2 separate regions of the Oryctolagus cuniculus genome follow, and region 1 is linked to region 2. Evidence: chromatin contacts called from public Micro-C data. All regions are on one chromosome and are shown on one strand. Each heading gives the region's core, a stretch centred on a gene start, on an enhancer-like site or on the middle of the called end of the contact. The rest is flanking DNA. Distances are from core to core; before and after follow the strand shown. Region 1 holds the start of GSG1 (germ cell associated 1). Region 2 has its middle 18 kb from the start of GPRC5A.

What was found. A called contact is a pair of places that touch in the nucleus more often than the background predicts.
Region 1: a contact with region 2 is called in a Micro-C map of ear pinna, with 8 times the contacts expected there. The contact joins the promoter of GSG1 here to the enhancer-like site in region 2. A contact is called at or near these places in 5 of 6 Hi-C or Micro-C datasets (ear pinna, embryonic fibroblasts, psoas muscle and 2 more).

Annotation. Positions count from the first base shown.
Region 1 is chr9:110,754,788-110,759,734 of mOryCun1.1, forward strand. It overlaps GSG1 (germ cell associated 1), which reads right to left and starts at 1,611. Exons shown (of 6, transcript XM_051850794.2): 1 at 1,355-1,611. The coding sequence starts at 1,402.
Region 2 is chr9:110,540,855-110,545,943 of mOryCun1.1, forward strand. No RefSeq gene overlaps it. Among named protein-coding and RNA genes, the nearest start is that of GPRC5A, 18 kb to the left of the region's middle. Within about 2 kb of position 2,112, at least 4 of the 8 cell types and tissues checked have an H3K27ac peak or open chromatin away from gene starts, as enhancers often do. A contact at or near this core is called in ear pinna, where this site is marked.

The DNA of each region.
Region 1 (4,947 bases), core at 361-2,860, 210 kb after region 2:
CCCTCAGCGCCTCTGAATTGTGGTCACTTCTCTACCCACGACCCCCCCAGGGGTTAAATGTGCCCTCAGGAGTCAATGAGGGAAAGGGTTGTGGTCCTAATGGGAGCCAGACTTTACACACAGCTCCGGAAGGAGAGACGCCGGCTCCACTCCACTCCACAGGGGACAGTTCAGGTCCGGGGCCTTCGACCTGCCCCAGGCCGCAAACCTAGCAATGCCGGGCGGGCGTCAGCACTCAAAACTCTCCCAAGGCTGTGCACCTGACCCCGTCCCAGCCTGCCGCCCAGCACGGGCAAGGCCCCGTCATCTTTAACAAAAGTCACAGGTTACAGGCCAGGCCACAGAAGGGATTATGTGTACCTGTACTTTATACTTTTCAGGTGCCTGTCAACAAACAGACTCTCCCATATTCCCTGCTTCACTCAGAACACCGATGGTAAAAACAATAAAATGGACTCTAGGCCACCACTGGCTTTTTCTGTAGCAGCACATCCACTTCTGAGGGCAGCCTTAATTATGGTCTGTGTACTTCTGGCGGGGTCTGGGGGGTGCTGCTCTGCAGAGCCCACCCTTGTTGCCCGAAGTGCCTCTTGCTCTGGTCCTGCCTGGCCTGGCTGCTCTAACTCCCCACTGCGCCACGGCACGCAGCCTGGCACCTCTCCTTCCTGTCTGTGTGTTTGGGTTTCCTGGCTTCCCTGAATTGTAAGCTTCATTTATGCTCTCCTGAGAAGGGCAGGAGCTTTGAGAACGAACACCGTTAAGTAGCTCTCCGAGGCGGAAGCTGGCAGCACCCTGTGTAAAGGGAGGCTGGTCCTTTCTGAATGTGGGCCCAACACAAGCTCAAGCCGAGCCATCTCTGCTGGCCGTGAGCCTCCTCGAGTGTCCTGAAGGATCTCTGGGTCCCGAGGTTGTACAGTCCTCTCTAAGTTATAGAGCTGAGCTGGCTTCCAAGTAGGACCTCCCCATTCTCTGGCACAGAGCTCAGTGTTTGCCCTTTCAGTTCCCTAGGCTGATCCCCATCTCCGTCCTTGTCCTAGCACTGAATTTTGGCCACTGGAACCAGACAGATGGAAGGCAAAAAGAAGAACTGTAGGGTTTTCAGCAGCCTTAGGAAGGAAGAGAAAAAGGAAGAAGAAATAGAAATTTTAATGGGAGACAAAAGAGCAATAGGCCAAGGTATGGGCATGCCAGACTTATCAATTAAAAATCGGGCTCGAGTAACAAATTTTCATTCCATTTTGCGTAATCCTGTTGTGTGGTCCCAAGTGCCCTGCTGTGGGCCTGTGAAATATATGATAGTGAAGGATTAGTATCACCTGTATCACACATAAGAGATCTCAGAATCTGTACCTACCTCCTGGGTGAGATAAACATTTTGAGTTAGTTGAGAGGGACTGGTCATCCACTGTTGATCTGAGGCAAACAAGGTTCTGTTGCGTTCTTGCTGGATCTTGATCAGCTGGGTAGTGAGTGCTGATGTAAGGATGAGCCAAGTCCCCTCTTGCCAGCAGAGGGATGTGGTGGTGTGGGTGGTGGGCTGGAGAGGATGGAAAGGATGTCCCTCAGGCAGGACACCTGCTTAGGTGTGGCTGGGTGACCCAGGGGCCCACTCTGTGATGTCACAATGGCAGGCAAGGATCTCCCTGCTATGGCCCCGCCTCCTCTCTCACCTCCACGCCCACCCTGGGCATGCTGGGTATCCATCTAAGGTCTGGTATCTTCCCAGGCCCTCCAACTCAGTGCTTCTCTTGCTGTGTGTGAGAATTGCTTGGGGAGTTAAGTGTGAATTCTGAGGGTCTGGGGTAGCTGCTGCTTGCTGCAGACCAGGCTACAGTGAGTTGTAAGGTTCTGGACCAGTACTATGAGAGGGAAACTCAGTGTTGGCCACATTTGTAGTTTATAGTCTTCTAGTAGCCGCATTTTACCAAGTAGCCCTCACACACACGCTGCAGTATGATGACATCTGACACAACGGTATGCCTAAAGTAGCATGTAGCCCTCCCCAAGCAGAGCTGGGTTCCATGGAAATACACATGACACTACTTCCATTTTAAAATTCACACTCAAGAATTAAAGAGGGCTGGGCACTTGGCACAGTGATTAAGCCACCACGTGGGATGCCCACCTTCCATATTGGAGTGCCTGGGTTCAAGTCCTAGCTGTGCTGTCCAACTAGCACCCTGCTAATGTGTACCCTGGAGCCAGCAGGTGTTGGCTCAAGTAGTTAGGTTCCTGCCATCCACATGGGGGACCTGAGTGAACCAGTAGAAGGGATCTCACTGTCTCTGTCTCTATCTCTGTCTCTCTCCTTCTCCCCCTCTCTCTGGCTTACAAAAAACTTCATTTAAAAAGGTTTAAATAAAATCATTCCCCTGGTTGCACCATGCACATCATAATGGCCTAATGGCTAGGAACTACCACATTGGCTAGTACATCAGAAAAGGTAATGAGGTAGAGAACATGCCGTCCTCGAGGACTAATGTCTAGGAATCTAGTAGACATTCTTTAAGATAATTTTAAGGAACATACAGATGGGATTTGGGAACTACCTACTCTGAAGCCCACGTCTCTGAGGCTTGAGGGAAGGGGGGCTATTGGTTTCCCTAGCCCTCCAGCTGGGTGAGCTTGGGCCTTCTGCCCTGTGACTTGTGTCTCTCTCAGTCCACCTCTGAGCTTTTGCTTTGTGGGGTTCCTTTTTCCTCTTGCCTGCTCCATCTACATCCTACATACCCTTCAGGGCACGTGACTCCAGTCTCAGTACCTTGTCATCCCCACTCTCGCCCTCACAGCCTTTTTACTCTTTTCTCTGAGCTGCATATCTGGTTTGGCTGTGCTGCATTTGCTTTGCTTTGTGTTAGACCGTTTGCTTTGCTTTCTGTTAGAGTGTTTCTCTCATGGAATTCTAGGCTGCTTGAGAACGGAGTCTACTTCTTCACTTCTGCAGTGCCTAATGTAATGCTAGGGCATAATACTTGCTCAATAAATGCTTATTATTTTATTGAAGGACCTAGGATGCCTAAGTAAGTGTCCAGGAGAGATTGTCCACCCTGGAAATGTCAGTAACTTGAACAGAAAGAATAACATGCCTTGTTCTTGGCATGACTCCAGTTGATCAAGATTTTGTTTCTCCCTAAATTTTGTTTCATTTAAAATTTAACATAATCCTGATTCAAATACTAATGAACATTTTAAAAAACCAAGATGAATTGATATTAAAGTTCATATGGGGATAGGCATTTAGCCTAGTGGCTAAGACACCAGTTAAGATGCATGCCTGTGTCCCAAATGGCATTTGTGGATTTGATGCCTGGCTCTGGCTCCCGACTTCAGCTTTCATGCCAATGCAGACTGGGAGGCAGCAGTGATGGTTCGAGTAGTTGGATTCCTGTCACCTACACATAGGGGATCCAGAATGAGTTCACAGCTGCTGGTTTGAACTTGGTACTCCCTCTGTTGTGGGCACTTGGGTAGTGAGCTAGTGGATGGGTGTTTTTCCATATGTTTGTGTCTCCGTGTCTATGCCTTTCAGATAAGTTAATACATAAAGATCACTGTCTCCAAGTATAAAAAGCTCTAAAATTTTTCATTTGGGGATAAAATACACAAGAGTAAGTAGGAAAACATGGCAAAGGAATAGCTCTGAGGTGGGCTTAGCCCTATTAGATATTGAAGCATTCTCCTAAATCTGTATGGTGCATGGCTAGACAAGCAGATTAACAGAATAGAACAGAAAGTTCAGAAATAAACACAGCTCCTTTCAGGCCTCCTGTCTATGACAGAGGTGGTGTCTAATCCTTAGAGCCAAGATGAGCCTTTTAACAAATGTTGTTGTTATAAACTGAATAGCAGTTTAGAAAAACATACACTGTGCTCATTTTCCCATGTCCTGTGAAAGAAAGTTTCAAATAAAATTTAAAATTATGCAAATACCAGAAGAAAATATGGACAAATTCCTTTATAACCTGCTGTACAGAAAGACTTTCTAACGATGACTAAAAATCCAGATAGTTGATAAAAAAAAGATGGATAAATTTGATACATTAGAAAAACACACCCCATAATTCTGTATGGAAAAAACAAAGTCACCATAAACAAGGCCAAGAGCAAATTGTATATTGGAAGAGAATATTTGTAATACATATCACAGGTAAAAAATCTAATATCTCCACTATAAGAGGACATTTCAAAAGGTTTGTGGGCCGGCGCCATGGCTCACTAGGCTAATCCTCCGCCTTGCGGTGCCAGCACACTGGGTTCTAGTCCTGGTCGGGGCGCTGGATTCTGTCCCGGTTGCCCCTCTCCCAGGCCAGCTCTCCGCTGTGGCCAGGGAGTGCAGTGGAGGATGGCCCAAGTCCTTGGGCCCTGCACCCCATGGGAGACCAGGAAAAGCACCTGGCTCCTGCCATCGGATCGGCCGCAGCGCGCCGGCCACAGCGGCCATTGTAGGGTGAACTAACGGCAAAGGAAGACCTTTCTCTCTCTCTCTCTCTCTCTCTCTCTCACTCTCTCTCACTGTCCACTTTCTATTATGAGAAAAGTGCATGGACTTCAAAAAATTTTTGTAACAAAAAATAAATTTATCTTTGAATTCTATTTTCCACAAATTTTTTTGAAGTACTTTCATATAAAGAACTGTTAAAAAGAGTGGGAAAAAAAAGTCAAAATTCTGTAGATACACGGGTCAAATTTGAGAATAGACAATTCACAAAAATAGACATACAAATGGTCCTAAATATATGAAAAAAGACATTCAAAATCACTTATAATAAATGTAAGGCAAATTAAAACTGAGATGAGCTTTCACTTTTCATGCACCAGACTGGCAAAATTAAAAAGTTTGTTAATGAGGCTATGGGAAAGCAGGCCTCTCATACATTGCTGGTGGCAATCCTACATGGTACATCCCTAGGGAGGAGAATTCGGTGACATCTGGCACAACCACGTGTG
Region 2 (5,089 bases), core at 862-3,361:
AGCCAGGAGTTTCTTCCTGGTCTCCCACATGGGTGCAGTGGCCCAAAGAGTTGGACCATCTTCTACTGCTTTCCCAGGCCATAGCAGAGAGCTGGATTGGAAGTGGAGCAGCCGGGACTCGAACTGGTGCCCATATGGGATGCTGGGACTGTAGGCACCAGCTTTACCCGCTACGCCACAGCGCCGGCCCGTGAATGACATTTGTAAATGGGTAACTAAGTTGGGGAGTTACTCCCTAAGAGCCTGGACTTCATCCAAGTAAGGAAAAAACCTGGGAGTGGCCGAGACGAGCTGAGGGTGGAGGTGCGTTAACAAACTGCAGGCGTTAACGTGCCACAAAGGTTTGGTTGATGAACTTTGCCCTAACACTAGTTTTGTATTGAAAAGGGAGTGACAAGCAATGACATGGATCCTTCTCAACTGTTCTAGTCTTTTACAAGAGGCCATGACCCCGTGAGGTTTGTTAGGAGGAGAAAACATCTGGCTTATTTTATATCTGTCAGAGTGCAGGGAACACACCATTCCCTACAAATGCACATCTCCTTCTCTTTCCTTCTCTGGCCTTCATCCTAAAACCAAGCCAAGAGGGTGGTGGTGGTGGTGGTGGTGGTTGTGTATGAGCAAAAGATGAAACTGCAAAAGGTTCTGGATCTTTCTTTTTTAAAAAAGTTTTTATCTATTTGAAAGGCAGGACAATAGAAAGAAAAAGAGAAATAGAGAGGGAGTGACAGAGCGAGATGTATTATCTGCTTGCTGGTTCACCCCCCTGAATGGCCCCAACAGCCAGTTTTGGGCCAGGTCAAAGCCAGGAACCAGGAACCCCATTTGGGTCTCTCAGATGGGTGTCAGGGACCCAAGTACCCAGGCCACCTTTCGCTGCCTTCCCAGGTATGTGAGCAGGAAGCTGGATCGGAAACAGCAAGGTCAGACTAAACCTGTGCTCCGATACGGGATGCCGGCACCATGGGAGCGGCTTAACCCACTGTCCACAACACCGGCCACAGGGTCTTCTTAACAGGCAGGAAAGTCTGCCTGACCTTTGTATCCACATGGCTGCCCCTCTACAAAACTGGAGAGCAGGGTGGGCCTTTGGTCCAGTGGTTAGATGCTGCTTGGGATGCCTGTGTGCATATCAGAGTGCTTGGTTTGAGTCCTGGCTCTGCCCCCACTTCCAGTTCCTTGATAAGGAGCATTCTGGAAGGGAGCAGGTGATGGCTCAAATCGTTGGGTCCCTGAAACCTACCCGGGAGACCTGGATTGATTTCCCAGCTCCTGCCTTTACAGCCCAGCCATGGCTGTTGTGGGCATTTGGGGGAGTTAACTAGTGGATGGGAGATCTTTGTCTACCTCTCTAATAAATAAAAAAAAATTTTTTTTTAAATCCCCAAACTTAATAGGATCTGGGAATGGCAGCCATCCCTGGGAACGTATTTTCTTTCTAAGAAAAAAAGTGGTCAGTGAGACTGAGCAAGTGGGCTGTGGCCTCAGTGAATTCTCCAGAAGCACTTGTCACCGCCCTTGGCTGTCAGCTCATCTCCAGGTCTCACGTCTTCTGCACATGTCTAAACTCCTCTGTTATTGAGACGATGTTTCAGGGGCTCTTCGCCTTGGAGAAGAGGAGTCCAAAGCTCTTCCTGGCGCCCCCATCTCCAGCTGGGCTGCATTAGATCGTGCTGAAAGCGTAGCCCCGCCTGGTGCCTGGGGGACGCCAGGTGATTGATAGCAGGGAAACAAAGTGCTGTCTCCTTGGAACTAAGTGGGGATAATGAAATAAAGCTTGACGATCTTTGTCATTTTTCATTGTCAGAAGAGAAAGAACCTGTGCCTCTGATTCACCGGGCAGTGCTGCCATACCCTCTGCTTCCACTGGATGGCGGTAAAACCCCAGGTTTGAGCCCTCAGGGACTCAGCCCTGTCAGCCACAGACCTGCAAAGTTGCTTTTCTGTGAAGCCAGCTGCAGCTAAAGGCCAAGGGGTGGGGGTGGGGGGCGTTTAAAAGGCTTTCCTTGCGTGTTTGTGCTCAGTCCTTTGGCAGAATTTCTTTGCCCTTTGTCTTCTTTTCGTGAAACTCTGCGAGGCGTATCCGGCCTATTTGCATGCAGTCTGGCGTCTTTACAGATAATCATCTCATAGGCTGCTGTTATTAATGTGAAGTCATATTTACAGGGTGAGAACCTTGGCTTCATGTTTGAAAAAGTGTGCCAAAACGGAGAGCTCAGGCTGACCCTGGACATGCAAGCGTCAGCCCCATTCCGCTGCACACCCGCCCCCGCCCCGTGCGTCCTGAGTTTCCTTCCTTTATTTCCAGATGTGAACTTTTTGCCAGGAGCTGACCGGTACCCAGCTGGTCTTTCCTTTCCTTGCCCGCCTCCTTCTGTTGCTACCGTTGTTTGCAGGTTTACTCACCACCCAGCCCCATGTGAAACATGGGATTACTTCAGACTGGGAGGCGACAGCAGCAGAAAAAATTTTTTCTCAAGTGTGGAGCGCTGAGACTCCTTGGTTTGTAGACTGCTACCCTTAGAAGTTCTGTGGCCTGGCCTTGTGGTTGTTTTCTGGAATTCCTTCTGTTCAGGCAGACCAAAGCTTTGCCCTTCTTGGCTCTAGGAGTTTCTAAGGGCACAGATGCATCCTTGTGGCAAATGTGTGGGTGCTTGACCCTGAGTGCCGCAACCTTCAGATTTCTAGAACCTTCCTGATCTTTCTGGAACACTCCAGAACCTAAGATTTGAGAGTTTGGGCCCTCCTTTTGGAGAAGAGGAAACTCAGGGCTGGTGGAGTTAAAACCACCAGGACCAGATTTCTGGGTCTCTGCTCTTTCTGCTGTAGATATGTGGTCAGTTCTAGACCCTTTCCCCAAGGGAGTATTGAGTAAAAAAAAATCAGATGAAATGAAATGAAATGACATATATTTTAAGCATTCCTCTTGTTTTCCTTTGCCCATTTGCCTTTTCTTCCCTTGATTTCTCCTCTGGTCGTCTTCTCTCCTCTACGTAAGCCATGGGGAGAGGGAGTGGGTGAGAACTGTGGGGAGCAATCCGGACTGGACTAAGTTACTGGAATTAAGACTTATTCTATGCATCTGCTCTCCCACAATATGGCGCTGGGAGAGAAGAAAACAGCTTCTGCACAGCTGCCTCCAGTTCAATCAATAAACTGTAGGACTTGCTCCTGATTGGAGAGCAGCGTACTCGGCGTGTGGGCAGCCGAGTTAGGATTGGCGGAGGAGGACTATAAAGGAGGAGAGAGACGGCATGCACCAGGAACATCTAAGGGGAACATCTAGCTGAAGGAGCACCTGTGCAGCCCCCGAGACGAGCCGGCCGGCGGTGTGCCGCTCCCCTGCGGAAGTGGGGAATGTGGCCAGGGGGAACTGCCCTTCCACGGAGGTGGAAGGGATAGTAGCCAACCCAGGAAGAACCAGCAGCAAACCCGGGGAGGGCCGAGCAGACGAAAGAACAGCGCAGGGTCCTGTGTTGCTCCTCCACGAAGAGGGGGAGCGACATAATGGTGCCGTGACTCGGATATGAAGCCTAGGCAGGGTTTGGTGTCGTTCCTCCACGAAGAGGGGGAGCGACAAGAACGGATGTTTTCTGGTTAACTATAGGTCCTTTGCTTCTTGGGAATGTAGGTTGTCAAAGCAGGAACCGCGACACGAGGCAAAGAGTTCGTCTTCATTTTCCCCGGCCCATGGGATAATCCTTCAACTTCCTTGGGACCAGTTTCGAGTCAGAACTCCACACTCTCTTCTCTGTGTGGAGGAACCAGGGGGCAGGGGCCACACCCCTGGAGAATCCCTCACTCCCTGTGGTGTGTGGGAGAGCACAGGAGGAGGGAGTCCTTGGAACGTTTTTGGAAGTAACTGTGTTTCTAACCCCCTAACTTGAGCCATGTGTCTCAATCACCAAGTTCAACCACTATCTTCAACAGGAAGGAAAATGAACTTCAGCGGAGTTTGGTTCACCCACATGTACGGAGCTGTGTGGTCCCAGCTGCTTCTCCTTCTTCTTCCCTATAATGACCTATCAATCTCACTGGATTTGTATCAACTCCATTCCAAAACCTCCTCTGTTGAGCCCCAGGAGCCACACCCTGAGCAGTAGGCGCTAGCACCGTTTCCTGTGATTATAAAAGCTGCTACTGGGCCGGCGCCGCGGCTCACTAGGCTAATCCTCCGCCTAGCGGCGCCGGCACACCGGGTTCTAGTCCCGGTCGGGGCGCCGGATTCTGTCCCGGTTGCCCCTCTTCCAGGGCCAGCCCTCTGCTGTGGCCAGGGAGTGCAGTGGAGGATGGCCCAGGTGCTTGGGCCCTGCACCCCATGGGAGACCAGGAGAAGCACCTGGCTCCTGGCTCCTGCCATCGGATCAGCGCGGTGCGCCGGCCGCAGCGCGCCGGCCGCGGCGGCCATTGGAGGGTGAACCAACGGCAAAGGAAGACCTTTCTCTCTGTCTCTCTCTCTCACTGTCCACTCTGCCTGTCAAAAAAAAAAAAAAAAAAAAAAAAAAAAAAAAAAAAAAAAAAAAAAGCTGCTACTTTCTCCAAGAAGATCGGCCATTCTTTCACTAAAAAAATTGAAATAGGAAAACATGTAGTGATTTTTTTTGCCTGTTGAATTTTTAAAAAAAATTATTTAAGGTAAACAAATTTCATGTACTTTGTATATACAGATTTAGGAACACAGTGATACTTCTCACCCCAAACTCCCTCCGGCCCAGACTCCCACCTTTCCTCCTTTTTGCTCTCCTATTCCCTGGCTGTTTACAATGATCTACTTTCAGTTTACTTTATACCATAAGATTAACCATATCTTGAGTAAAGAGTTAAACAAACAGTAAGAAGAAAAAACACTGTTCCTCAATGGTGGAGACAATGGCTATAAACAATCATCGAATCTCAAAATGTCCATTTCACTCCTATATACTACATTTTTGGTACTCTATTAGTTGCAGAGATCAGGGAAAACATGGTATTTGTCTTTTTGGGACTGGCTTATTTCTTTAAGTATAATGGTTTCCAGTTGCATACATTTTGTTGCAAAAGAGAAGATTTCATTCTTTTTTAGAATGAGTAGTATTCCATACTATGTATA